2 separate regions of the Sus scrofa genome follow, and region 1 is linked to region 2. The links are chromatin contacts, called in public HiChIP or PLAC-seq maps. All regions are on one chromosome and are shown on one strand. Each heading gives the region's core, a stretch centred on a gene start, on an enhancer-like site or on the middle of the called end of the contact. The rest is flanking DNA. Distances are from core to core; before and after follow the strand shown.

Region 1 (2,700 bases), core at 154-2,653, 480 kb after region 2:
GGATACATCGCTGGAAGATTATCTACTACTTGTTCAGGAAAGTTAGCTAAACAACAGAAAATATGATGCTAGTGTTAAGAGTTTCATAGCCAATAAAGTTTTATAAAAACCACATGCAAGGCTAGTCTAAATCATTACACTCCAAAGAATTCTTAGGATTCTGTCTACAATTAATTAACTTCATTGTTTCATATTCTGTTGTGATTTCTTCTCCTCTTTATATGGATAGGTTGGGGAAAAGGTATCAATTGTAAGTGTAAAAGGTAACAGGTCACAGTGAGGGTATTAAGCCCTCCCAAAAAAGTACACTCTCAGGATAGAAGAAAATAGGTATATGTACAGCTGGATTTCTTAGCCCTGCTCTTTCTTAAGGAGCCCTGCTCTTTCTTAAGGAGTTTAAAATCTCTTGAAAAGATTCTTATTTTTTGGAAATACACATGCTTAGGATACAAGCTCAAAGACTACTTTAGAATGTATTGCGGCTGGATGAATTAAGCCTATCTCCAAGTTTTGACTACGAAAACTAATGTAAACAGACCAAAAAAGATACCTGGTTCCCATTCTGCCTTTGTCATCATTTAGACACAATCTAATAGATTTAAAGACAAGAAAACCTTACGGCTGGCTTGAGCATTTAGCCTCTCGGGCCCACAAAACGTTTGCTAAAGGGCAAGACGCGCCCCATGCTTAACCGCTTTATCAGGGCTGGATGGGGAGGCGGGAAAGGTGGATCCCGAAATTCAGCTCTGGCTTCCTGCTCTCTCCATCCCTCAAGCCCTGTCCCGGGTGAGGCCGTGGGGGCGAGGACGCGCTCCCTCAGTCCGACCAAAGGTCCTCCGCCTCCACAAAGCGTCAGCAGAGAGGAATGTCCCTCTGACCGCAGCCCCACGACCCGGTCTGGAGCCCCCGGCAGACGTCCCGGCCGCCAGGTGACTCGGGCCAGGGTGGGTGGGGGCCTCTGCGCCCTCCCGTGCTCACCTGTAGGGATACCCAACTGCTTGGAGCCGCGGCCAAAGCCCCGCACCACTTGGCCACGGCAGAAGTACGGCAGGTTCCTCATGACGCCGTTCGTTTGGGGTGCGGGCTGCGGCCCCGTCCGCGCGTCCGGCGGGGCCGCCAACGCGGCGGTGCCGGAACCCCGGACCAGCCGGGGGACAAGGACGGAACTTGACCGGCTGGCCGGGCGGCGCGGACGACACGCCGTGGGCAGTATTCTCACGCCGCTGACCCAATAGAAGGTACCCGGTAACTCAGAGGCTGTGTCTCGGCTCTTGGACGCCGCCGGCGACCGCGGAAGTTAAGTGCGGGTGTGGGCGGGGAGCTCACGGGGCGGGCCGGCGTGGAGGGCGCCCAGCCCACCGAGCGCCGCGGGCCTGCGCACACTACCCCGGCCCGACCAAGAGCCCCAGCGCCCGTTCGGCTTCCGTAGCCCCGCCCCCGCCGTGGCCCCGCCCCCCGCCATAGCCCGCGACCCGCCAATTCGCCGCTCCTCAGTTTCTCTGAACAGCAATGAGAACTGATCCGGGGAACCGATTTTCAGCCTAGGGGCTGTGAAAACACAGTTCTCGGGCAATCCTAAGTGTTTCTTTTCCCTTTCGCCTTTTCATCACGGTCCTGACGCCAAAGAGAGACGTTCTTTATCTCCTTGACAACTAACACTTTGATCGTCATTCATCATTCATTCGCTCTTTAAACATTTATTAAACGAAAATTCTATCTCAACGGTCACCTCTTCATAGAGACTTTTCCTAACTACCTACCAAAGTGAATCTCCTCTCCCCGGGACCCCGTTTGACCACGATCTGAAGTTACCAGGATGTAAGCTCCAGCAGAGTAGGGCCTGGTCTGTAAGGCTGCAATCTCAGTGACTGGCGGAAGATTACAAGGACTAAGTTTTTGGGGGAGGGATGCGGCACCTTCCGACCCTCTTTCTGTACCTCCCAGTCTCTCCTACAACCTGATAAACTTGAAGAAAGGCTTGCTCTCTATTGGAGTGCAAATTCGTAGGCCTTCTGACCCTTGGAACTGTAAACATTACCTGGGGAAATACTTCCAGGGTGGCTCAGAAGATGCACCCTTTTACCTTGTTCTTGAGGGAAAAAAAAAATTGTTCTCTTTTACTTTTCTCAACAAATGTGTGTGAAACTCTGTCCAGATTTTGCAGTCATTTTCCTTTACCTTACATGTATGTAACTCTGATAGTGCTTTCGCAATGTTAGAATTGTATTCTCTGTATTTGTACTGAAGGGGTGTTTATTGGCAAGACTGTTTTTACTTCCCTAATACTAGCATAGTGCCTGGATCACAGCAAGCGCTCTGTAATTATTAGCAGAAAGAAAAAATTAATGAGCCCTGTGTGTGCCTAGCACAATGCAAGGTGGGGTGAACAAAGGCAAATGAGACAAACTCTTGGCCCTTGGGAGACTCCCTCTAGTGGGGGAGACCAGTTGGGAAGCCCGATAACAATGCTATGCTATAAAAACACCAATGGGAGTCCTGACAAAATGCTTGGAAAGTTGCATGTAGAGTAAGCAGACCTCACATAAAAGACTTTTTTTTGGCCACACCTGTGGCTTGTGGAAATTCCTGGGACAGGAATCCAACCTGCATCACAGCAGTCACTGGAGCTACTGCAATGACAATGCTGGACCCTTAACCCGATGCACCATAAGAGAACTCCAAAAATGCATTTTGGATAGT
Region 2 (2,700 bases), core at 28-2,527:
CTTATGTTATCATAAATGATAACTTTATGAATTTAACTATGAATTTCATACAGTTTACATGTGTGAATTTTCAGTTTGTGGCTATGGTTCACTGGAGGGGACAAAGGGAAAAAAAATCCAAGCCCTAGACAGCTAAAACAATCATTACCCAAAGCTATAGGTGCGATGGGTTAATTCCTCTCAAATACATGTAGCTAATGCTTAGGAAGAAAGAGAATGGGGGATGGGAAAGAGAAGGAAAAGGGGCGGTGGTGGTGGTTAGGGATATGTGAATACTTTTAAGGTCAACTGAGTTACTTCATAAGGAATACATTTTCTTTTCACTAGAAATAGTCCTATGACAGAAAAGACGGAGAGGTTGTTCAGCAGGAGCGGGTTAATCCGAGCTCCCATGCCTGCTGCAGTCACAGTACAAGGTACAGTAATGAATGTGGCACAGCCACACATTTATTTCATTCGAACTTCCTCTGTGGTCCTTTTTATATCGAAGTCTCTCACTGTTACAGGGCCACGCTTGGAAAAGTTGGAAAACTTTTTCCCCGTGGTGGAGAAAAGCCCTCATCAGACTAAATGGAACGAATGAATGAAATTATTCCCTTGGTCTAACATCTCCATCCGCTTCATACCAAATATTCACAGAAACATCTTTCCCCAATTCCGCGACTGGAATTTTACTCTTCCATGGCGTTGCCTAGTATTGGAAACACGGATTTCGAAAGTCAGCAGGCAACAGACTCGGTTTTGGAATCGCCATGGTTGGCTTTTGCAAAAGTCGATGCGCTTTACAGTCCTGTGGGGTAGCTTCTCCCAGGAGCAGAATTTGTAAAATAAACAGTTGCTGAAAAGCATGAAGAATTAACGAAGTGAAAATCTCGGGTTATTTGGCAGTTGACACGCCAGTGACCCCCTTAAATACTTAGTTGCTTAAGGAGGTTCAGAGCTACGATGAATGAATCTTCTGAATCTTCGGGGTACTTTACTTGAACCGGCTTGTAAATTTCTTTAGTCTTTCGGGAAGTAGCGGTAAATTAATACAAATCCAGGAGGGAGAGGCGAGAAGGGGCTAAAACCTCTGCACCTGAGCTTTCCTCCCAGTCTTTTGGAAAGACTCGCTTTTGCTGCTCAGGACCCTGGAGGTTACAGCCCAAAGAACCCGGCGGCGCTAGGACCTGGTTGGCGCCTGGCGGTGGCCGCTTTCAGGCGGGCGGAGGAGGGAGAGGAGGAGGGGGATGTGGGAAAGGAGGGGTATTAACGGGGGCGGGGGGAGTCGTTTATGCAGAGCAGGCGTTGCTGCCATTGCCACTCACTCTCCCGGCGCGCCGCTCGGAGCCAGAGGGAGCGCAGGGAGCTAGCTAGCGAGCGCTCGGAGCCCGGGCCAACGGAAGGGGCGCCTGGCCGCTGCCTGCACCGCCGCCTCCGCCGCGCTCGGGGGCCCCGGGAGGAGCTAGGGCGAGTCGGAGAGTCCGGGAGCCGAGCCCGGCGAGACCCAACTGCGGGAGCGCGCCCGCCCCACTCAGCCGCCTCCTGCGCCCGAGCCAGGGAGCGCCGGTAGACCGCCCCGCGGGCCGGAGAGCTGGGAGCACAGGTCCCCGGAGCCCCAGGGATGGTCTAGAAGCCGGCGCGAGGCTCGCTGCTCTGCTCCCTGCCGGGTTTGCCGCCTCCTGCCGATCGCCCAGGGCTGCGAGCCGCGGCGGCCGGGGGCTGCGCGCCGGGTCGGCCCAGGCCGGAGAAGTTAGTTGTGCGCGCAGCTTAGTGCCCGGAGCGAGCGAGAGAGTGAGCAAAGGAGCAGCGAGGCGCCAGGGCCATGGGCTGGGGGAGCCGCTGCTGCTGCCCGGGACGGCTGGACCTGCTGTGCGTGCTGGCCCTGCTTGGGGGCTGCCTGCTCCCCGTGTGCCGGACGCGCGTCTACACCAACCACTGGGCAGTCAAAATCGCCGGCGGCTTTCCGGAGGCCAACCGCATAGCCAGCAAGTACGGATTCATCAACATAGGACAGGTAATCACTGGCTGGCCGGGCTCTCGGCCCTGAAGCTGCGAGGGCGGGGGGCGGGGGAGTCCCCCACGACCTCGCGCCAGTCCCCTCTTAGTCATTCTTACTCCTCGTCAATCCCACTCTTCGTCAGTCCCCTCCCCCTCTTCCAGATGTGCTCTTGCAGCTGTTGCCCTAACTCTTGAGCTAGCGCGATGCGCTCTTTCTCCCCCCGCCTCCTCTCTTAGACACACACACACACACACACACACACACACACACACACACACTCCCCAAAGTTATTGGGGTTTGTGTTTTACTTGTTTCTTACAAACCGCGAGGGACAGGTAGTGTCTCTGGACGAATCCCGAACGTACATGCCTCTGCGGTGGTTTCAGACCTGATCGGACCTCTTGACGTGGAAAGTCGGGGAGCACTGGTAGCTTGGGCTCTATTGGGAGGGTAGAGGGTAAGCGCGCCCCTGGTGCCGGCTCCCTGTGGTTTCTGAGAGCCGGGGTAAAGGGAAGGAGGAGAAGGGAAAGCTTTTCCTGTTCAGACCTGAATTTAGCCTAGAAAGAAGTTTACTCCTCTATGGGCAAGAGAACCGCTGGGCACTGGAGGCGAAGGAGGCGCGAGGATTGGAGCTGGAAGGAAGAAGGGAGAGGAGAGGGGGGCCAGACCTGGCGTGAGCTCTGGTTTCTGGGGAGACCTCCGGGCTTCTTCGCCTATCG

The links. HiChIP or PLAC-seq counts read pairs in DNA pulled down with a chosen protein or histone mark.
Region 1: an H3K27ac HiChIP or PLAC-seq map of skeletal muscle shows a contact between it and region 2, with 4 times the contacts expected there. The contact joins the promoter of RFK here to the promoter of PCSK5 in region 2. A contact is called at or near these places in 1 of 47 Hi-C or Micro-C datasets (skeletal muscle) and 1 of 2 datasets of contacts at active chromatin or transcription factors (skeletal muscle).

The regions. Positions count from the first base shown.
Region 1 is chr1:229,335,674-229,338,373 of Sscrofa11.1, forward strand. It overlaps RFK (riboflavin kinase), which reads right to left and starts at 1,404. Exons shown (of 5, transcript XM_003121967.5): 1 at 979-1,404; 2 at 14-46; 3 at 1-11. The coding sequence starts at 1,060.
Region 2 is chr1:228,853,310-228,856,009 of Sscrofa11.1, forward strand. It overlaps PCSK5 (proprotein convertase subtilisin/kexin type 5), which reads left to right and starts at 1,278. Exons shown (of 37, transcript XM_021065005.1): 1 at 1,278-1,996. The coding sequence starts at 1,805.